Regions from separate parts of the Mus musculus genome. Here regions 1 and 3 are each linked to region 2. The links are chromatin contacts, called in public Hi-C and promoter capture Hi-C maps. All regions are on one chromosome and are shown on one strand. The core of a region is the stretch at or near the end of the contact, and the rest is flanking DNA. Distances in the headings are between cores, read along the strand shown. Region 1 holds the start of Sec62 (SEC62 homolog (S. cerevisiae)). Region 2 holds the start of Pik3ca (phosphatidylinositol-4,5-bisphosphate 3-kinase catalytic subunit alpha). Region 3 holds the start of Prkci (protein kinase C, iota).

Evidence for each region. Hi-C and Micro-C count contacts between places; a contact is called where the count stands out from the background. Capture Hi-C pulls out chosen DNA fragments and counts their contacts.
Region 1: a contact with region 2 is called in a Hi-C map of regulatory T cells, with 11 times the contacts expected there. The contact joins the promoter of Sec62 here to the promoter of Pik3ca in region 2. A contact is called at or near these places in 2 of 39 promoter capture datasets (hippocampal neurons and pre-B cells), 2 of 484 Hi-C or Micro-C datasets (CD8 T cells and regulatory T cells), 4 of 115 datasets of contacts at active chromatin or transcription factors (astrocytes, embryonic stem cells, large pre-B cells and 1 more) and 2 of 9 other capture datasets (adipose tissue and liver).
Region 3: a promoter capture Hi-C map of liver shows a contact between it and region 2, with 7 times the contacts expected there. The contact joins the promoter of Prkci here to the promoter of Pik3ca in region 2. A contact is called at or near these places in 11 of 39 promoter capture datasets (the 3T3-L1 cell line, 3T3-L1-derived adipocytes, the C10 cell line and 6 more), 2 of 484 Hi-C or Micro-C datasets (CD4 T cells and cardiomyocytes), 7 of 115 datasets of contacts at active chromatin or transcription factors (embryonic stem cells, epiblast stem cells, large pre-B cells and 3 more) and 2 of 9 other capture datasets (adipose tissue and liver).

Annotation. Positions count from the first base shown.
Region 1 is chr3:30,791,495-30,794,597 of GRCm38.p6, forward strand. It overlaps Sec62 (SEC62 homolog (S. cerevisiae)), which reads left to right and starts at 1,382. Exons shown (of 8, transcript NM_027016.2): 1 at 1,382-1,889. The coding sequence starts at 1,854.
Region 2 is chr3:32,395,774-32,398,915 of GRCm38.p6, forward strand. Pik3ca (phosphatidylinositol-4,5-bisphosphate 3-kinase catalytic subunit alpha) reads left to right here and starts at 1,292. Exons shown (of 21, transcript NM_008839.3): 1 at 1,292-1,719.
Region 3 is chr3:30,994,423-30,997,486 of GRCm38.p6, forward strand. Prkci (protein kinase C, iota) reads left to right here and starts at 1,349. Exons shown (of 18, transcript NM_008857.3): 1 at 1,349-1,663. The coding sequence starts at 1,563.

The sequences.
Region 1 (3,103 bases), core at 132-2,631, 1.6 Mb before region 2:
GTTTACAGCAGAGAATGTTTACATGTATATCCATTAGGAGTAATTACCTGGCTAAACATTCATCCCCTGTCACAACTCTACAGGGTCACAGAGAGTTAAAAAACATAACCAAGTTACTAGTGAAGTTTTGTATAGATAAACCCAGTCAACATTGTATCTTCTGTCCTAGCACCTATAATATAATCGTAGTTCCCTTTTTATGACTTTTGGTTAATGGTTTTACAACCTTTTGGAATGTGCTCTGAGTAGTAGAGGCAATTAACTGGTGACAGAGACTGGCAGAGTTCTCATTGCAGTTTTGACAGCTTAATACATACTGGTACAATTTTAGGAATCCTTACAGGATCATCATTAAGAATTAAGTCATCCATTTGTCTATATAGCATCCCTACAAGACAGTACATCTCTGTAGATCTGCAACTGCAGAGATCTGCTCAAAGAGGTAGGCTAATACCTAGTGATTGTTATATATGTTTAATAATAACAGGAGAAGCATATTAATAGTAGGAATCTTTCCTAAAATTATTTTCTCCTGGGCTTTGCCTATGGGAGCAAATCTGTCACGGATTATGTTAATCTGAGGCACACAATCTCAGGGAGATCATCTGCTAGCTATTAGCTTGTCCTGACAATCATCTGGGTAGGAAAGGCTAGAGAAAACAAGATATTGTATGTTCCAAGTTTTGTGTTAATACGTAAGAATTATTAGTTCTCCCCTGCTTCCTGACAGCAGAGCCAAATTACAGATCTCTTGAGAGTAGAATTGCATAGTTAAAAACAAAAACCACCAACCTTCAGCTATCTTAGTATATAAATGATCAGGCATCAAAGTACTGAGCTTTGCTTCAACTACATATTATTATGTCAGATATATGAAATAGAAAACTTTAAGGATTTTGAAATTAAGTTTACAATGCAAAACTGAAAAAAAAAACCACAACAACAAACAGGCTACCAGGTTCCATGATGTTTGGGGGGGAACAGAGAAGACTTATAAATTCAACATACACACACATCCCATGTACACGCAAAGTGGATATAAAGGACAAAAGAAATTTAAAATGATTAACTGACTCAAGGGATAGAATTAAACTTTATTGGTTTTATCTTTTCTGCATTTTTTCAACTTTCTTACAGCCACAATGTCATCAGAACTTGTACCTAAGCACTTAACTACCCATGTCTTTGGTCTAGAAAGTTCTGGAATAATAGTCATATAGCAGGTCGTCAGAATAGTCATATAGAAGTGGCCTGCAGTCTACTGCATCCCAACTAGTCTTGCTCCTTTCCACCTTAACTTCCCTGGGCTCATCCAGCCTTCTGGAGTCTAAGGATGGGTTGTGAGGTGTCACGTGAGGAGCGGACATTCCAAGGCTTTGGGGACGAGCTGTGTTTAATGGAGTCAGACTCTGAAGTTGTTTTCCACCTTTTAAGGGGAACTTGGCGGGACTGAAGTGGGGTGCCACGGGGCTCGCTGGGGCAGGAAGCGCCACAGGTGACGCTGTGCGCCCCGGTGGTCCCGGCGGCGTCAGCGACTCTGAGGGGCGGGGCCCGGGGATCTGTGTTTACACGCCAGCCAGGTGACTCGGGCGTTCAGTCAGGGCTGAGAGCCGACGCGACTTGCCAGCCTCCAGCGCTCTGACTCACGTGGCGCCGGCCTCCGGGACCAGAAGCAGAAGCAGCCCGCGTCGTCCGCCACCGCACGGACGGCGGGAAGACCACGGAGGCCGCCCCCAGCCCAGAGCCCGCGGCGGGTTACATAACGGGCCGCGAGCCGCCGCGCTCTCGCGAGATCTCAGCCGCCCCCTCCCCGACTCGCTCCACGTCAGAAGGAACCGGGCGGAGCGGCCAACATGGCGGAACGCAGGCGACACAAGAAGCGGATCCAGGTAGCTCGGCGGGGCCGTGGGACCGGGGACGGGCTCGGGCGCGCTGGGACGAGGAGGGACAGGGGGAGACGTCCCGAGCGGCCGGACGCCCGGAGGCCGTCTCCGCGGGGTCGCGGCGCCGGGATGGTCTCGAGGCGGGACGGTGTTAGCGGCCGCTCGGCCGAGGGCTCTGTGGTGCGTCCGGGGAAGGAAGGAGGGAGGGAGGCGCGGCGCTCGAATCCCGCGTCCGGCCCCGCGTTCCTGCGGCGGAGGGCTCGGGCCTGCGCGGGGAGCGCGGACGCCAGGCGCCGGCCGGCCTCCCTCCCTCCTCCGTGTCTCCCTGGCGTCCCGATATTAAGGCCACGGTAGCTGGGGTGGAAGGAGGGCTGACCTGCGGCACCGCCGCCGGTTCTTTGTGCTTGCAGACGGTCGGTCGGTCAGCTGGCCCCGGGCCGCCCGGCCCCAGGGCTCCTTCCAGATGTTAAGCGGCGTGTGCCCTCCATTCCCCTCCCAATGGCTCTTTTAACCGAATAGCCGGGCTTGAACCTTGCCGGCTTTCTTCCAGGCGACACGATGTAAACAAACCCTGCCCGGTCAGTGCTGCAATGGGCTGGTGGCACCCAGAAACCTTCCACATGCCAGCTTGTCAGCCTCACGCCCTACATACTGTGCCTCCCTCATCCCTTATGAATGTCACCTGAGCATCTCTTCCCCGCAGTTTTCGCCCTGTTGGGTGTCCTTTGTTCGATGCACCTTAAACATGGATGTGAGCGCCTCAAGAGCTCACTCAGAAACCAAAGGCCTAAGTTGATGGTCTCTAGTAAGTTGTTAATATGTCAGTCACAAGTTGTTACACTCATTCTTGTCTTTCTGTTCCCCACGTAGGATGTCTTTTTCTGTTTTCCTTTTATATCCATTTTTTTAAAGACTTATCAAGTTATTGGCCTACAGGCCTTTTGAACTATGTAAGTTACAGTTGAAAACAATTTTAAATACTGTGGGAAAGATACCAGTGTTCAGTGAGTGTGGAAGTTGGCAGGTGTGACAAGATAATTTTGAACAGGTTACAGAAGGGAACTAGAGACAGATTCCAAGTTCACATAGGTTTTTAAAACCAGAGTGTCAAGACAATAGAAATTTCTAATTATGCTATTCCCAGGCTTTTGAAATTTAGTATTATGGCTTAATATGGATACTTACTTTATTAGAATTTGTATTGAAGTTGTTAAATTTGT
Region 2 (3,142 bases), core at 42-2,541:
CCAGCACTCGGGAGGCAGAGGCAGACGGATTTCTGAGTTCGAGGCCAGCCTGGTCTACAAAGTGAGTTCCAGGACAGCCAGGGCTACACAGAGAAACCCTGTCTCGAAAAACCAAAAAAAAAAAAAAAAAAAAAAAAAAAAAATTAGAAAGCAAACTATTCCCAGCATAAAATTCCCTGACCAAGTATTATCTATTAATATCACACAGGAAGCACAATTTAAGTAATGATGCTTTTAGGACCTAAGATTAACTATGAAATTCAAGGTTATTTAACTCCTCGACCGGGGATAAGGGTGTTCTGAAACTGCCGGACACGACTAGTTAAATATTTTAAAACTCAGATTCCCTGGAATGTGAGATTAAAACGAGGCCTTAGGGTGGAAAAGAAAGAAAACAGGAAATACAGACAGTCCAGTAAAACACAGAGGAATGAATCCTTAAGACGAGGTTGAGGACGCGTGGCAGTTTTGAGTGTATTTCCTGTCCTCTACACTTTAAAAATTCCAGGGGGCACTAGGCTGCCGGACTTGGCTCTGACTTCGATTCTGGACCTTAGGCTTTTTCAATATGATAAAAGACCCGTAAGGAGAGAAACGCAGGATACCGACTGTCTGTCTGTCCGTCTGTTGCCGCCCCCGCCTCTCGACCAGGCTGGCCTCGAACTCAGGAATTCAGAGATCCGGCAGCCTCCTGAGTGGTGGGATTACTGGGGTTGCATCGTTTAAAAGTCAACATATCTCATTCCTTGCAACCAAAACCTTAGGCAGTACCTCACCACGTTGAATCGTACTTAAAGCCAGCATAACTATTTTGAAGCCTCAAAAATGAAAAAGTAACACAGCTTCTATAGCTGGGATACAAGGAAAACAGACTGGACATAGCCAAAGACCTCTAAAGACTGCAGAGGGCTATCGGAGTGGGTTACAATTTAAACCAGTGTTTGCAAAAGACTTCTTCCTGAAATCCGCATCCAATTTGGGAGAGCCACCCTTCATCTTGCCCTCCTTTCGTTTCCTCTTTGGGCATCCCTCGCTCCCGACTTTCCTGTCTGCTTCTCCCAAGACAGACTGCCGCTGGAAGAAGCTAATAGGTTTGACACGTCCGCCGTCCCAGGATGACACCACCGCCTGAGCTACGACTGCAGCGCTGACTCGCACTGCCACTCGGGGCGGAAGAGCAGGACGCAGGCGCAGTGAGTCACTGTTCCCGAACTTGCCCATTGCCCGGCCTCTTCTCCGCCTCACTTCCGGTCTTTGCAGCCCTGTTTCCGGGGCGTTGCAAGTTCGGCCCCTCCTCAGCTCTCACCCTCCTCTGCCCCAGGAGGGGGGAGCCGAGGGGGTGGGGAAGAGTTCGTTGTTTGTTTACACGATGTGAGCGGAAAGAGAGACCAATAAAGTTTATTCTGGAAACAAAAGGAAAAAGAGCCCGGGCGCCGGCGAGCGGAGCCGGGGGTGGGGGCGTGCGGCGGGGCCGGCGCCGAGCGGAGAGAGCGTTCGAGCGAGCGGCAGTTCCGGTGCCGCGGCGGCCGAGGCTGGGGCTGGGGCGGCCGGCGAGGCAGCGCTCGGGCCCGGCCGGGCCGCTCCGCAGCGGCGGGGGAGAGGGCCCGGGAGGCGGGCGCCGCGCCGCCCGCTGTCCTCTCCCTCGGCGCCGCCGCCGCCGCCGCCCGCGGGGCCGGGACCCGATGCGGCGGGAGCCGCGCAGCCTAGAGAAGCCGGAGCGTGAGTAGATGGCAGGGAGGGCGGGCTCCGGGCGGGCGGGCGGGCGGGCTCCCGGCCCCTCTCCTCGTACCCGGCCTCCGCCCGGTCCTCCTCCATCGCGCGATCGCAGCGAGGCCGGGAAGGGCACGCAGGGCCGCACGCCCCGGGGTCGGGTGTTGGCGAGCCCCGCCGCCCTCACTCTCGCCGGGCCTTCCTTTCCGGAGCCGGGTGTCGGCTCGCGGGCGCTCGTCTTCTCCGTGCCTCCCCTGCGATCCAGGGACCGTGCGGCCTCTTCTGCCGCTCGCGGACGGTGTCAGCCTCCGCTCTACGTGGGTAGATGGAAGACCAGCGGAGGGCTTGTGCAGCCTGCGTCTGTGGGGGACAGAGTAGACTGCAGCCCAAAGCTCGTGCCTCCACTGCGCCTTTGTGCACACGCGGGGCGTGGGCTCGCGGGACCCTGGGGAAACCGGCTTGGGTAGATAGAGCCCAGGTAGCTCCGGTCTGGCCGTTGCCACTGCAACTTTTGAATCACTTTAGACCATATTGGAAGCTAGCCTCTCTTGGTATTTGTTGACATCGTGTGATGTCGAATCTCTTGTGTTTAATGATGCGTTGTAAGAAAAGTCCTGGGCCAAGAAAAATAAAAATAAAAGATACTGTGTTGCTAAATTAATTTGGACAAATCAAAACACGGTGTTTTGATTAGTGGGCTCCCACTGCAACTGCAATCCAAGAATCTACCACCGTGTCTGTGAATTCAAGTTGTAAGGTATTTTTGTTTCAAACTAAAGCGTCGGGTTCTGGTTGACAGCGTAGATCACGGTATAAATAAACATCACGTGTTCTGGAAATTTTTAATTACCAGATTAACTGTTCTGCAGTATCTGTCAAAATTATCTGAAAGGGTACTGTTGGTTTGGTGTTTGGTTTTGTTTTTTGGGTTTGGGTTTTGTTGACTTAGGGTTTTGGGTTTTTTTTTTGTTTTTTTGTTTTTTTCCACCTCGTGTTGTGGGACTTTTTAAAGGGAGACAATAGGAAATATGTAGTCATCCATATTTTTTTTTAAATCGTTCATTTTTCAAAATAAGCAAAATAGGCAAGTACACATTTAAAAAAAATTGCAGAACGAGTGATTGAAGCAAATGTTACCACATCAGAATAGTAAAATCATCAGAAGGGAAATAAGGAACAAATGTTGCTATTTTATTGGTGACAGAGTATAATGCTTGAAAGCAAGCCTGCTCAAGTGGAAGGAGTTGAAAGATGAATACACAGATACAAAAACATTGAGCTTATCTAAGGTTTTTAAACTTTCAAGTAAGATGCCTGTAGATAAAGACAGGTCATTGAGTACAGGGAGCTAAGTAGAGCAGTGAGTTTGTGAGAGAGGATTCCCTTGAGAGCTGGATGTGTGTTGCAGACTGGTAACAGCACCTGCGGGTCC
Region 3 (3,064 bases), core at 99-2,598, 1.4 Mb before region 2:
TGTGTGGTGCTCATACATAAAATAATAATTAAAAAAAATGACCATCAGCAATCAATCCATATTTAACGTGATGATGCAGCCTCTAATTGTTAAAAAAAAAAAAGTTATTTAGTGGAAATTTTCATATACTCCAAATTTGTGGACGTTGGATGAAGCTAGTACCAAGCTAAGTGTCACACATAGTAGCTCTGATAAAGCAAGCAACCAAATCTAATGTATGATTATAAAGAAAGCTGCTGGGTAGTGGTGACACATGCCCTTAATAGGACCCAGGAGGCACTAGCAGGCGAATCTCTGAGTTTGAGTCTAGCCTGACAGAATGAGTTCAAGGACAGCTACAGAGAGAAAACCTCTTACCAACCAAAAACAAACAAACAATAACAAAAAGAAAGCCATATCTTTGCTTATTTCAACAATTTGCACATGTTGCTATCTGAGCTGACCTGGTGGCTAGATTCAAGCTACCTTAAGGGTAGAGTAAGTGATACAGGCAAGATCTGAGGAAGTCCGAAAGTAAGTTACACGGACAGATTTTTTTTTCTAATTCTCGACCAGACTAGTGTAAGTAAAATAAATGCTAATGAACTGACACACTAGTTAAGTATTCACTGGGCACTTTCTTCTATAGAATGGCAATATTCACGGGTTGAGGGCCTTGAAGAAGTCTCTCTCCTGTGGTATCTCCCAATTGAGTTTCTTCTTTCGTTGCATTCACTAATGCTTTTGCTACCTACATTATTAAATTCTCCCCGAAAAGGATTTGCTGAGCAGGTAATCAAATCTTGTTCCCCCAAAAGGGAACTGTTTAATTTCAATGATCAATGAAATTGACATGGAGAATTTAATTGGAAGGAGATTCTACATCTTGACGAAGCCATCTTTCCAGTGCCCTCAGATACTCAAGCGGTTTTCAGGACTTCCATGCCTACAACTCCCGGGAAGCACAAGATCGAAAACGCGGCACTCTACACTTAAGGAACAAGTCCCAGAATCCCACCGGGACTCCAAATCCCAGAATCCCGCGCAGCAAATACATTCCGGAAGCGTGGCGGGCTAGCTGGGACGAGACTAAATAGAAGAAATAGGGGAAGCAACCTTGAGCGTGGGTGCTCTGTAGGTTGTTTTGTAGAAATCCTTCCATTTAAAGGCGTGGTTTACAATTACTTATATTAATATCCAAGTATATTCCCATTTCAGAGCGTCTGTTAGTAGGCTGGTGGGTTCTGTTCCCTCTGCTAGCCTCTTCTCCCCCCCGTGAGGATGAGAGCGCCGGGGCTCCGCGACTCCTGAGCCCGCCCTGCCGCGGAATGCGGCCTTGGGAGCGAGCGTGGTGGGAGGAGCCGCGGCGGGAGGCGTGTTGTGCCGGGCGGAGGGAGGAGCGCTGGGGCTCGGGCTTGGCGGCGAAGCGACCCCTTGCTCGCTCCGCGCCGCGGGCTAGGCGTGTTGGTCGGCGAGGCGGGCGGCCACGGCTTCCCGACAGGCTCGGGAGGCCGAGACCCTCGCGGCGCCCGGCGCTGCCCCGGCCCCCTCGGCCTCCTGCGGCGAGGCGGGGGAGTGAGGAGATGCCGACCCAGAGGGACAGCAGCACCATGTCCCACACGGTCGCGTGCGGCGGCGGCGGGGACCATTCCCACCAGGTCCGGGTGAAAGCCTACTACCGCGGGTGAGTGTTGGCGGTCAGGGACCCGAGCGATCGTGGGGGCGGCGAGAGGTGCGGTTGGTGGCACCCTGGACGTATGAGTGTAGGTCGCCAGGAGTCGGCGGAGGAGAGTGGGCGCAACCGGAGGGGAGGACAAATCAGCTGACGGAGAAATTTGCAACTGTTTCGGGACTGGGTGGATTGAAGATTTCGAGGGAAGCCTCTGTTCACTCACTACTGTGGGCACGCAAGCCTGGACTGCTTCGTTAGGTGGCTCCTTTCATTGCAGACAGGCCTGAAGCCTCCGTCTTATAAATCAGGTTTACATCTATCCTTCGCCGTGGGAGAGTTCATGAAATAAGTCTGGACTATGGTCAGAGAGCCGCTATAGGTGTTAGAGTTAGTACCAAAGTCGATACTTTTTAATAGGATGTGCACTGGATCCTGGGTGGTCAGAATTAAGGTGCAAATGTGCTGACCCACATTTTGGAAGTTAGGGTGAGCTATCGAAAGGTGAGAAGCCAAGGCTTTAAATTCTAGAAACGATCTTTACCCCACTTGATTACCAAACGTTTAAACTAATGTCTCTGCCAAAAGTAATCCAGTTCTGAGCATAGCCCAAATCATTTTCTATCGTGACTTATCATAAAGTTCTTCCTCTCCTTTGACTTCAGTGTGTGGTTTGAGATAATTTAGGATCTCTGCTGAGGTGAAAGGCCAGCGTGAGCATAAAGACTGGAGAGCAGGGATTAACAGAAGACCTCTCTGCTTGTCTAGGCAGAAATAAATTGCTTTTAAAAGCTTCAAGTGCTACAAGGTTAAAAGAGCTGTGCGTGCTTTCACATTCCTGAGGGGATCAGTGAAGATAGCAGACCTTCCCGGTTCTTTCTTGTTTTCCTTTCAAGAGAACTGAAGCTGCACATGTCTTAATGTGTACATGTAAGGCCTTAGATTTGTGTGTTATCTTCCAGCCTCTGACATTGACTGATTTGGGACTAATTCGTAGAATTTGCAGTAGACAATGTTCTTTTCACTTAAAACAGAGAAAATGAGGTTAAAATAGTCTCCGCAAACGCACTAATTTTTTTTTTTTTTGAAATTTTTAAAAAGTTGGTAGTTGTCATAATAATTGCTTTAGGCATTTTGGTTCATGGTCAGCCATGAACAAACTTTGCAAGATTGGAAGAGCCACAGCCCATCCTTCCGAGGACAAACACACAACTTTCTGATAATTTGAGAGACATTTGTTTTAGAGCAGTGGTTCTCAATGCTGCAACTGTTTAATACTCTTCCTCATGTTGTGGTGACCCCAATTTATTTTGCTACTACCTGTAACTGTAATTTTTCTACTGTTATGAATGTAACATGAATATCTGTGTTTTCGGATGCTCTTAGACCCCTCCCAAAGGGATCTAGATCTACGGA